2 separate regions of the Gossypium hirsutum genome follow, and region 1 is linked to region 2. A link is a contact called in public Hi-C data. All regions are on one chromosome and are shown on one strand. The core of a region is the stretch at or near the end of the contact, and the rest is flanking DNA. Distances in the headings are between cores, read along the strand shown.

Evidence for each region. Hi-C and Micro-C count contacts between places; a contact is called where the count stands out from the background.
Region 1: a contact with region 2 is called in a Hi-C map of leaf, with 4 times the contacts expected there. The contact joins the promoter of LOC107907649 here to the promoter of LOC107908478 in region 2. A contact is called at or near these places in 18 of 34 Hi-C or Micro-C datasets (anther, callus, cotyledon and 4 more).

What each region holds. Positions count from the first base shown.
Region 1 is chrD02:43,210,943-43,217,382 of Gossypium_hirsutum_v2.1, reverse strand. LOC107907649 (probable polygalacturonase At3g15720) reads left to right here and starts at 3,445. Exons shown (of 8, transcript XM_041088326.1): 1 at 3,445-3,636; 2 at 3,811-3,954; 3 at 4,029-4,193; 4 at 4,275-4,307; 5 at 4,395-4,602; 6 at 4,689-4,770; 7 at 4,855-4,963; 8 at 5,162-5,705. The coding sequence starts at 3,445. The coding sequence ends at 5,329.
Region 2 is chrD02:43,028,754-43,036,123 of Gossypium_hirsutum_v2.1, reverse strand. It overlaps LOC107908478 (extensin), which reads left to right and starts at 3,572. Exons shown (of 3, transcript XM_016835658.2): 1 at 3,572-3,750; 2 at 4,298-5,194; 3 at 5,611-6,178. The coding sequence starts at 3,684. The coding sequence ends at 5,645. LOC107908477 (glutathione reductase, chloroplastic) reads right to left here. Exons shown (of 17, transcript XM_016835656.2): 17 at 6,263-6,635. The coding sequence ends at 6,540.

The DNA of each region.
Region 1 (6,440 bases), core at 2,196-4,695, 180 kb before region 2:
TCTGCTTGACCAGTTTGATCATCAGGCGTATAAATCAATTAACAATGATTTTAGTGATAATCTTGTATATAACGGTGCACAAATTGATAGGTCTAAACTGAGAGATTGTTTGTGGACCATTGATTTTAGGGATTAGCACAATTGAAGTTCTATTTAGTTCAGGGTCCAGGGTAGTCCCCTTAAAGTCTGCCGAACAAGGCTGCAAACCAAGTCACCAATCACCGCCCACTGCAATTGATAAAACTTAGCATGAAAGCTATCAATCACAAAAGCTTCGAGTTGTGACATGCTAAAAACGGCTCAACAAATCTCATCACTGGAGGCCACCATTAAATGAAGATCTTTTTCATAGTCTGAGATAGACGAAAACTGGTTAATACAAGATTGTTTCCCATCCACCTGGTAGTCGGCTGAGTACAAGTTCTTGAAGAAGCTCACTCATAATTTTTTAAGTGACCATCATCAAAACACCAGCCCTCTACCCCCAAATTAAGTCCCTCAATTCTATTAGTTTTCCTTCTCATCAAAGTACGACTACGGAAGCGCTTTGTATTCTTGTCACCATTTAGCGACCACATCGATCAAGATTTTTGAAACCACACTAGCTCTTCATGCATTAAGACCCCTTCAATATATTATAAGAGTGTAATTCTTTTACCCGTGGTTTCTAACTTTATGCATAGTAATGGACACTTATAATATGACAATAAATATTCACCTAATAAAAAATATCCAATATATAATATATATTCATTAATAAAATTTAGATATTTATAAAAAAAGTATAAAAACATAATATTGTATGAAAAATTATAAAGTTTAGTTTACTTTCCATAAATCATTAATTTAAATTTATAAAAATTACAAAATAATTTAATATATTTTAATTGATACATATAATCAATTTGTGTACTGCACAAATAAGAAATTTATTTAACTATAAAATGTAATAGTATAATTTAATATTTTTTAATTGATACATACAATCAACCTTTTTAAAACACATTTTAAAATGAAAGTATTGTTTTTCAAACCAATTACATAAATGAATAACATATTTATAAATTTATAAATTTATAAATTTATAAGTTCAATAATTACACAAAGTCTTAAATTGTATTCTAAGTAAGTAATGTGAAGTAAAAGACATTTTATAAATTAGGAAACATTATATCTCTCTCTATAACCTTAAAAACCATAAAGAACTTTAATAAAATATACATTATTAAAATAATATTAAAATATTAGTAATAGATCAATATTTGACAAAAAAATTCTAAAATTCTAAAATTAAAAATTTAAATTATTTTGTTTTTATTTTTCAATCATATTATTTTTGAAATGTTGTAAATTTTGTAACACTTTTTAAGAAATAAGTATATTATATTTTAATTGATATATACGTGTAAGAAGCTACTAACTCAATATAAAAATCACACTAAAACTATACATTAGCTCAGTTATTTTTAACGTATATTAATAAATATCACTAAAATAATTTTTTATTTTTTATTTATCTTTATTTTAAAATACAATTATTTTTAATAATATTATTATTTTAAAAGATATTATCTTTTTCACCTGTGTTGAATTCTAAATTCTATTTATTTAAGTATCTATTAATATTATTAGATTAAATTAAAAGTTAAAGGTTAAAAGGTAAAAAAAATCTTTATTAAAAAATCAAAAAATTAATTGAGTGCTTATGAAAAAAGTTAAAGGCACCCAATTGAGCCTTTATTGACTCAAAAAAATAAATTGGCCTTTTCCATTAACAGAAAATGTCAGTTGACCGATTTAATTATTAACTATGACGTGATTGATGAAAGCCACCAAAAATTACCATGTGACCGTATTCTGGCATGTCATTTCAATAAAATAATTAATTTTTTAAAATATTTTTTAAAAATTAATTAAATGTGCATATAAAATGAATCAAACCGTTATTTTAAAAATTATAAAATATTAATAATTATAAAAAAATATAAAAATAATGTTAATTAAATTTTAAATGTTAAAAAATATAACAATAAAAGTAATTAATATGCAAATTCAAATATAAGACATACTGAGCCAAATTACATTAACATGCAACTACAGTACGAGAATTTTCTAATGTTTTAATCCTTAAAGGGATTAGTATATTTACTTTTATTTGAAAAGAAAGGATTTGCATAAATTGATTTTTTTAATTTGTTATTAGGGTGTTTTTCAACCTTTAGATTTATTTTACTTTCAATAAAAGAGTAGGGGTTAAATTGAATAAATGTGTAAGGTTAAGGGTTAAATTTATTATTACATCTCATATATAAATACCAATTTTTGATAGAGGAGCTATTTTGCTCACTCATCTAGCATATAAGGGTTAATTTGTCTATTTTTTCAATAGAGGGGCTAAGATGCAATCCAAGGTATAGTATAAGGGACTTTGTATTACTTTTATTTGTAATTTGATACATAATCTTTAATTTGGTCCAATTATACACATGAAACTTTGATTGTAGTTCAGATTTATGCATAAAACTTTGATTGTGATTCAGTTGTATACATTTAAATTTTAAATAAACAAATACATTAATTTATTTTTATATTAGATAAATACAATTTTTTGTGTGTGCAACATATAAATTTAAAATGATGCTATGCCAATAATTGCGTTAGTAATTTGTGAAAATTGAATCAAATCAAAATTAATGTATAACATTATACATTAAAATTAAATTCATGTGTAGTTATGAGATTTATCCATTACGAAATTTGTGTTAAGTAAAATAAAAATTTCGGTAACAAATAAAAGAGAATGAATTACTTTGTTTTAATTAAACTTAAAAAGTGATTTATAAATAAAAGGATTATTATATTGCACTTTTAATTTTATGTTAAATAATAGTTGTTTTATTTGACTCTCTCTAATGTTGAAGGTTTGCACATGATCGAAGATCCCTATAAAGATTCAAGATGTCATAATAGAGGATAATGCTAGAGGCAATTTACAAAAGAATATGATTATGTAATCTTTTGCTCATTTAAAAAAAAAAAAGTTTTATGAATAAATATTTATGAATCATGAAATATAGGGCCATACAATTACAAAACTGCTAAAATAGTAATAGGATCTAAAATAAAACAATTTCAGATGTAATAATAAATCAAATACTGCAATTCATTGAATTAAGTTATTAAAATCTTCAGCCATGATTCGATATTCTTTCCCTTTTTGATTAGTTTTATACATATATATTTATGGTGAAAAATGATAATTTACCTTAAGTTATAGAAGGGGGAAAACAAATTCAACTTGCTCAAGGAAACAAAAAATCATATTACCGATTTTAGGGTTAATTAATAAAATTAAAGAGATTATTTACCTGATACTAAGGATTAATTATTATGACATTTATATAAATCCCCCCCTAATTCAACTCATTTCCATCATTCACAATTATGCAGCTTGCTTTTGGTTTTGCACTGTCTCTTTTGTTTGGTTTTGCTTTCGGAAATGGATTCTTCAGTGAAGAAACTATTTCTGCTTTTAATTTTGGTCTCGAAAATGAAATTTTCAATGAGCAAGTAATTTCTTCCTTTAGTGTTATGGATTATGGAGCTACTGGAAATGGCCAGATAGATGACTCTCAAGTATAATTACTTCTCTTATTTTTCCTAATAACTAGTTATCTATGTTCTTCCATAAACTATATACATTATTTTTAAATATGATGTATCACATCCCAATCCCAATTATAATTTTCTAAATATAAAAATCCAACATTCTCTTCTAACACATTCTTTTTGTATGTTTTTGAAATAAAGGCATTCAATAAAGCTTGGAAGGATATTTGTAATGCAAATGCGGGCGGAGAAACTGTAACACTTGAAATCCCGCGAGGGAAAACATTCCTTCTAAACCCACTTGTTTTTCAGGGTCCATGCAAGGCCAAAGCCATTCGTATTCAGGTTAATTTTTATATTTACTATTTCTTATGCATTGATCTACATTTTCTTTACATAATGATTGCTCATTTTAACAGCTTGGTGGAACCCTAATTGCACCCCTAAGCACATCATGGGCAAATGAAGGAGTGGATACTTGGATTCAATTTTCAAATGTTGACAACCTTTATCTTGATGGAGATGGCAAAATTGATGGCAGGGGTTCTATTTGGTGGCAATCTTGCATGAAAAAATCAGTTTATGTAAGCATCTTTTATCAATATTTTTTCAAAAATTTAGATTAGTTCAATTTTTGCTTTGCTTTTTTTATTTTTCGTTTACAGGGTATTTTTTTTTATTGCAAGCGTCGACCTGGTGTAAGTTCTCCTATTCTTTTTGAAAATTACAGTTTAATTGCTACAAGTATGATTCCTTTAATTTTTGGTTTGTTGTTGTTGTTGTAGGCTTTACATTTTAACAATTGCAATGGGCTTCAATTAAAGGGACTCACTCATTTGAACAGTCCAAGGGCTCATATATCAATAAAAAACTGTAAAGATGTTATTGTCTCTGATCTTAAGATTAGTGCACCAGATGAAAGCCCAAACACAGATGGAATTGATATTTCCGATTCTACCAACGTTCAAATTCTACAATCCATCATTGCAACTGGTAATAACCATTTTGAGAAAATAAAGAATTAATTCAAATGATATTGTTTAGTTTGTGGTCTCTTCTTTACATTTTTGTTCCAACAGGTGATGATTGTGTTGCTATCAACGCTGGTTCATCTTTTATCAATATCACCGGTGTTGTTTGTGGTCCAGGCCATGGTATCAGGTTGATTGAGTTTTACTATCTTCACTTGTTCTTATCAATCCATTTAACATAATATTACATACATGATTCTTGTTCTATATTTAGTATTGGGAGCCTTGGAGATGGTGGAGCTTATGACACTGTTGAGCAAGTACACGTGAAAAATTGTACTTTAAGGGACACTCAAAATGGTGTGAGGATCAAAACATTTCAGGTAATTTAATTGTTGATAATCGACTATTTTAAAAAAAAAAATTAAACTTTTCTAAAATTTTGAATTAGCCCAGGCCCTTAGACTCTTATAACCATCCCCTGATCATTATATAAACCAACATCCATAATTTTATATAATCAATATAATTTTGAGTTTTTTAATGTTGTTTTGACATTTTTATGAATATAACTTTTGTAGGGTTGCTCTGGTTATGCCAGAAAGATCTCGTTTGAGAAAATTGTACTTAGCAATGCTAGAAACCCAATTATCATAAACCAATTCTATCAGGATAACGGCAAATTTTCGAAAGGAATAATGGTACGTTATTCATTCCTTCTATATATGACACTGTGGAATATATATTGATTTTTTTTTGACATATGATATTGCAGAAAGCAGGGGCCATTGAAATTAGTGATGTTACATACTCTGATATTCGAGGAACATCGGCCAACGACCAAGCAATCGACCTGAGATGCGACAATGTGGTAGGTTGCAGGAACATAGTAATGCGTAATATCGACATAACACCAGGCGTTGATTGTCCTAAAACCTATACCGTCTGCAATAATGCTCATGGAACTGCCACTGAAACACAGCCTAGAGTTCCTTGCTTGTCTTGAATTCCATCTTTGATGAACTGCCACTGCAACAACTGTCCTTTAAAGTCTGTTTTTTTTTTCCTTTTCAATTAGGTATAGTTTTATATTAGTTATATGTTATTATTTTGTAGAACTATGGTGCCATTCAATAATAACATGTGATTAAGAATTTTACATGCTCCGTTTTTATTTATAATTTGTCTAAAAAATAAGAAATACTTTGTCTATTATTATTTTTACTCTTCTATGCTGATAATTATATTGAAAACTTTTAAGATAAGAATCAAAATGTTCTTAACTTTTAAATTAAAATGAATAAATCTAGACTTAATATTTAATATACCTTACTAAAGTAAAGAGCATAATACCCAATATTCCATTTTTATTTTCTTTTCACATTGTAATATAAGTTTTAGGGTGAAAAAAAATTGAAAAATCACTTATTTTATATTCATTATTTTTTTGAAGAAAAAAATTGGAAGAAGATTTACAATGGGATGTAAAAGTTAAAATTAAGTAATTTGGCTATTTGATATTTGTTTTTCTTTTTTTCTTTTTAAAATAATTAAGAGAGTTTCACTCTAAAAAATTGGAATATTTGAAAAATAAAGAACACACAGATTTTTTTACGTGGAAACCCTTTCAGGAAAAAAACCACAGGCAAAGGAGAAGATAATTCATTATGTCGAATTCGAATGATTACAAGAGGAGTAGACTATGTCTATTTATAGGCTTGTAAAACCATATCTTAATAGAAGGAGTGTAGTAAGGTTGAAACACCTTATTCTAATCAATATCAAATAGATCAAGTGTAATAAGGTTAAAAAACTTTATTCTAAAATAAAATAAAAGAAGTGTAGTTCTATATGGATTTT
Region 2 (7,370 bases), core at 2,323-4,822:
TCGCAATCTATGCAGCCCTAGTTGATTTCTTGGTTCAAATTTTCCTAAGTCAACCTAACTCTCGCAAAGTGAGAATTCTCATAAAAATTATCTAAAACACCAAAAACAAAAAGGAAGCAAACTCAAAAAAAAAAAGCAACAAGATAATTGAAAATGCCACAAGAAAGTAATGTACACAGTGTTTGAGTAAATACTCTCAAATATATTCTTTAACTATCAACAGAATGGATACAAATGAGGGGAAAGGCCTTTATTTACAGTTGAGCTCCCCCAGATCCAACGGTACAGATCGAATTACATCAATAGATGATATTAGTGCCTATCTACAATATGAGACTCCTAAAGGATTTAGACTCTATACATCTTTATCCCTTAGAATTTACATTAGTTACCCTGATAACTCTAGTTTTGCTGGAGTGTTTCACTAGGCTACCAAGGCTTCACGTAGATGGGATTCTCCATGGGTTCCACGAATCGAGTCAGTTCAAGTGGGTCAAATGAGCCCCATTTAATCAGTTGACCTCCATGGGACATTCAAGGCGCAATGGTCACAGGTTTTGATCCACGACCTGTGACACTAGAGCATGCATCACCAACATACCAACCTTTTGCTTAATACTTTGAGATACACTTGTTATCAATACATCAAAGTATACATAGTCATTGACTTACTCAAGATTAAGGTAAATTACATGATGCACATCACAAGAAAATTAATTTATAAACGGATTTAAGATTGATTTATCTAGAATCCAGTCCGATGTATTGTCAACCTGTACAATCACATTTCTCTCTATCTTAGGAGTCAATCCTACTCCGATAGCTAAGGTAAGTTATCTCCCTAATTAGACTTATATAGACAACATAATAGTCCTAACATGAGTCATTTTCTCATCATGAGCTCGTGGACTTTTTAGACTACCTTCTAACATAAGTTTTCTTCTATATTACAGAACAATCTTTATCATGCAACTCAATGTTAGTTAAACCTCAGATAATCAGTGAGTAAATATTTACTTAAACCATTTGTATTTCATGCAAAACCAATGAGAATATCCGTACAAAGTATAATGAATAAACATGTGAAAATTTTAATCAATCAATTCAAAATATTACAGTGATTTATAACAATAAAGTATATGGGTTAACAATAAAGTAATTCAATTGGTAATATTTAGCTACTCCTATGACTTGTTTTTAGCAAAGAGTAGGAAAATTTTTCGCTTATTTTGAAAATGTCTTATTTTTTATAAGAGTTATTACTTATATTTCTAATTTCAAGTTTAAAAATGTACTAATTATTCTTTATTTAATATCTAACTATTACAATACATATATAATAGATAAAAAAAATTTTCCTCATATTATTACACTAAAAATCATACAAGGCTTAAGTGGATATAACCCAACACTTGGAACCTTGAGGACAAGTAATGTGATGAATGAAGATAGTACATCACGAGAAGGCACTGAAGGACACCAAGAATATACCAAAGAGGCGACGAAAGAAAACCAAGTCAATGATCCTCAAGGATTATATGATGCAAGGGCAAGGAATTTATTTTGATGGGTAGCACTATCTAGTATAAAGAAGTGAAGATGACCTAAAGAATAGGGAGGCAAATATTCTAGAAGCAAAGTCTTCTTCCCTGATTTAGTACATTCTTTCTTAATCCACCATCCTTTATTTATTACTTCTTTGTGTGGTTTGATTCTGGAGCTAACTCATTGTTCCACATACTTTATTGCTTTCTCAAATGCTTTATAAACTTTTATTCTTCCAACTTAGGCACCCTTGCATTAATTCATGCCGTCGTTCTTTCTTATTATTATAATGATAATTTTATCTACCTCACCATATCATCTCCATGCTCCTCACGTTTATGCTGAATTTTCTTTTGGCTTTCAAGATTAGAGAATATATTTTTTGAAATTTTTTATTTGCTTCTTTCGTAGAAGCACTGAGATTATCATTTTATCTTTTCATGGAAGATGATGACATTAGAAAAGCATATCTTCTCTAATCTTTATGTCCAAACACAAATCATAACAAGTTTGAGGCATTGAAATTTTACATTGTTTTATGTTCAAAGTGATTAATTATAATTTCGTCATATTCGATATTTTATCTTAAAAGTTGAAATAAGAGTTTTAGTTTCCCTTAATGAAAAGAATATATTTCATTTTTATCACCTCTCAAATATCAATAAATTAATATTTAATCCTTTAGCCTATCAGAAAATTTTTATTTTTTACCCTTTTTTATAATTAATTTTTTAATTTAAAGTTTTTTTTAAGTAATTTTATCAAAAAATATTGAGTGAAATAATAAAATACATTACTCTCAAGCAAAAAATTCAAGTTTGAACTTTGAATATGACATCATTGAGAGGAACAATCACGAACTTTTAATCTTTATAAACTGAAAAATATATATAAATGATACATTAATTAAACCAAAATTTAAAAATTTTATCTTAAGCCCCTTTGCGTAAAGTTACTAGCTTGGTCCCTACTTACCCCAAAGTGATGGCCCATATAGAAGGGCAAATAATCATGTTGATGCTTCAGTATGACACGTTACATCGATGCTAAAATATGCAGCAAAAGGGCACATTTTTACGATCTCACCAGTCGTAAAACTTTCTAAGAGGAAAAAAAACAGTTGTAAAACTGCCTTTTTCATTCTAATATTCCAATTAGTTAAGACTTTTATAGAGAGGGTCCAACAGGATATGTTCAACATACCCAAAAAAAAAAGGCTTTGCACAAAGCTTAATCCTCCCAATGGCAAAATCTCAGCTTCATCTTTGATTAATATCACTCTCTAGTTATATCATTTGGACTCTTAATTTTTAAAAGCACTTATTCTTTTTTATATTTTTTTCGGATTTACATTCAAATATAAATATATATATACAATTAAATTATCATTTATTCATTTTTCATATTTCAAACTCATCATAATCCAATTCTCAGGATGATTCAAATCATAAAAATTGTGAGAAAGTGAGAACTTTGAGTAGAAAGCAAGCAAGACAAAAGCGCAACCAAAAACCTTCACTTTGATTTTTCCCAATATGAAAGCAAGCATATATGCCAATTTTGCATCAACAACATGAAATGTTTAAGTTAAATCAAAGTGAACAACTTCCTTTACACCTTTTAATCCCTTTACATTATTCTTCATATTTACATTTCTAAGCAAAAGTGAGTACTCATTTACATAATCAACTCGAGCCAAGCTCGAGTTTAATTCTAAATTCGAGATCCCTCAAGTTTTAACTTTAAAAACTCAAACTTGATTCAAGATAAAAACCAAACTACTCGAATTCACTCGATTAGTAAAAAATAAGATTTAATTCTCATGCTCAGGTCTAAATTCGATTATTTATGCTTCAAGCTTAAATTCAAAATTAAAATTTTTCAATAATGTGCTCGCTAGTCATTGGAGTCAAATTTTAAAATATTAAACAAATTAAATTTAAATGTTAATTTTTTTCAAATCGAAACAAATATGTCATTTACATCCGAGTTACAATAAAAGTAGATACTCAAGAATCAAATCTTTGATGGCCAACATACACAGTTGTCTCCTTTGGTTGCCTTTATATATGTCTCAATTATCAGTCTTCTGCTCTTTGAATAGTCTTTGAGTGATTTGGCATTGCTGAAATTGAATCATGGAAAACAGGCTTTGCATGTTCCTTCTCTTTTCAACAATGGCGGCCACTCTTTCCATGCATTGCGGTAAGCTGATTTCTGCTACATTATTGTTTTATTTAAGTTCCTCATTTTTACCATGTCAGTAGGGCAAATCCAAAGAGGGGTCAAAATAAAATTATAATTTTTTTAGAATTAAATGTAATTATATCGTTGGATTAACCTACAATGTTATTATTTTTAAAAAGATTTATAATATTAATATTTTACCCTTATGACAAGGCCCTGCCCCTAGAACTAGAAGTGTGGTAAAGGATTCCATTGTTTTAGTTTTTGACAGTCCAAATGTTGCATGGAGTATATTTAGTTTGCTTCGCCTCTAATGAATATACAAACTCGCATCATGTAATTTATGTCTTCCTCAGTAAACGAATATTTCTATTTTGTTGTATAAGTGTGAGTCATTAAGTAGTCATGCCATGTTTATGTTCTAGTTTTGGTATTATAAGCTTAGTTGTTTTAAACCCTAACATTTGCAATCTTTTCATTTATTCAGGGTGATATATATTATTGGGGAAGGGCAAAAATGTTTTGGGATGATTAAATGTAAATCTAACAGTTGTTTATTGGGCAGATGCAAGAAAATCAATGGAACATATCAAAGATCCAAAACATCAAAGAAATTCAATCATAAAGCACACAAAGAACTTAGAGCTAATGAGTAAACTTATGAGTTTAGTGATTGAACAACCCACTGATACATCAAATACTCAACCTTACGGAGTAAGCTCACCATTTTCTTTGCCACCATTTGATTCTTTGCCCCCTGAAAATTCACATCCTTACTGTGTTAACCCTCCAAATACCCCTGAACCTCCAATTGGAACCTCACCTTCCCCACCCTCTCCCTTTTACAACTTTCCTCCTCTTGGCCCACCACCAAGCCCACCCGGAATAGTTCCGAACCCGCCGATTATATTTCCAGGCCCACCCGGAATAGTCCCGAACCCACCTAGTAATTTTCCAGGCCCACCTGGAATAGTCCCGAACCCACCTAGTATTTTTCCAAGCCCTCCACAAGCAATACCAACACCAACAGGTTACATACCAAGCCCATCGGGGCCGGTATTGAGCCCACCCTATTACGAGCTGAGCCCACCAACCGTTGTTGTGAGCCCGCCATATAATGTTCCATCACCATTTGGGTTTAATCCAAGCCCACCAGAGTTTCTACCGCCAATTGTGTACCCACCCCCAACGGTTCTACCACATCCCAATAGGGCTCCAACCACACAATTATGGTGTGTGGCTAAGCCATCAGTGCCTGGCCCAATCATGCAAGAGGCAATGAACTATGCATGTGCATCCGGGGCGGATTGTGATTCAATTCAACCTAGTGGTCCATGTTTTCAGCCTGACACCATCTTTGCACATGCTTCCTACGCTTTTAATAGCTATTGGCAGAAAACCAAGATTGCTGGTGGCACGTGTGAGTTTGGTGGCACAGCCATGCTTGTCACAGTTGATCCAAGTGAGTTTCTCCATTAGATCTATCTATGGAAACTGACCGGTTTGGTTTAGGCCGCCTTTAAATAGGGTTTATTAAGCTCCGGACTTGGCCTAGTCATAAGATATAATTACAGTTTATCTAAGTGAAACTTTCAATTAGATTTTCCCATAAAAACTATCTGACTCGATTCAGAGTATCCTTTGAGTAAGATTTTCAGGAGAAGGCAGGGTCTTAGCCAACCTTGGTTTGGCAAAATTTATTCTTTTGGTCCCCAAAACTGAAAAGTTTTGGCTCCAAAAATTTACAATTCAATCTGACACTACTAAAAACTCAAATCTTATGCTCTTACAGAATTTTGTCAAGCCAAGACCCGGTGAAAAGTTTCTATTGTTATAAAATGGGCTATTAATTTGTGTTAAACTTTCGTGTGAAAACAGGTTACGACGGTTGCCATTTCGAGTACCAATATTGATTGGTGAAGATAGAAGAATGATCTCCTTTCTTTTCTCCAATAAACAATGTAAATTTACCATGACTAAAACTCCCCAACATAAATTTTGTAATTATAAAAGTTACATAGTTAAGATTCTATGAGGCCGTTGATTTAGGGTTCTTTCTATTTTCCTTCCTAAGGCTTATAACTGAAAATTGTACTGTGTAAACTGGATCTCACTTCTCCCTTCATGAGAACTGTAAATTGTATTGCTAACTCCTGAAATTTGCATGAGATCAATAAAATGGGAGAGCATGAAAATGTTTTCATTTACTTCATTAAAACCATGCTGTTAAATGAATCAAACGATGTTATTTCATTAAAAATAAAAAATTCAATAACTTGACATTATCTAAATCACAGTATATCAAATACAAACCATTATATATTGTTTGTATTGTAATCCTGGCATTTGGATTTTGGCCCCTAGTATAGCAGCAAAAAGCCACTCGAGTTAAAATATACGTAATCTTCATTTCTTTTCCTTGAAATGCCTATCCGACGCATATTCAGTACAAAACTACAAAAACATATGATCATTCAAACACAAACAAATTCTAAAATATTGAACAGACAATGTAACTAAACCGTTAACATAGTCCAATAATAACTTTTCATTACTACAGAACTCAATGATGCTAATCCAAATTTTTCAGTACGCTGATAAGGTACAAAGGTAAAAATACATTGGTGGTGGCCACTATTTTTAACAAATACAACATAAAATAAGATAGATGAGCCTTTTATTGTGAATAAAGATCAAACCAAATATAACCCTTACCAATTAACTATTACCTTTTCTCTGAAATATCTATGATCATAAGAAATGTTGCTTCTATATCACCAGGACTGCAAGTTTCCTTGATATGTTGTCTACAGATTTGTCTTTGGTTTCCCGCTACAGGTAATACGCCGTGAAACAGATCGCATGGTCACAAACTCCTCGGCAGCGGAAGGATGTATGCCGACCTGAGGAAAAGAGTTCAAAAACTTGCTCAATAAATGAAAATTCCCATTAATAAACTCACTCTTGACTAGGATCAATGCATTAAAATAATTTTATTAGTGCATAATAATTTTTTTTAAACATTTCTTTAGAGCCTAACAAATACAAGCAAATTTTCACTTAACAATTTTTTACCTTTTCATTTAAACTCTTTCTCAAAATAAGCGCTTTCTTTTTACATAAACAAATTGAACGTCATCTTTAATTTGGCGATGAACACGACACACTTGACACATTAACTTCAAAAATTCAATGTAAATATGAATTGTTGTCTCTGTTTAGTGTTTCTCATTTATAAGTTATCCACGTATTTTTTATTAAAAGAAAATATTAATATACAAATATAAGAATTAAGCATAAAATTCTTTATAAAGTAATGAATAATCTAATCATTTTATTGAAAATTAAAATTACTTAATATCTTTTTTCCTTAGCCCCAATTGTATTATTTTATATGGGTTTATTGTATAAGAAATTTCACAAACGGGATAAGCTCGGATGGCCAGGGTCAGATAAATCCTTGAAGAAATAAAAAAAACGATGTTCCAAAATCTTGTCCTCCATAAATAAGCAAACTAATTATATTGGAAAAGCTACAGTGTGTAGCCAATGATTATAACATCTACCTTTGCATTTTCAGACAAAATAATTATCATAACGAGAAGTACGTCAAATCTTTGCTCATGCAAACACATAAT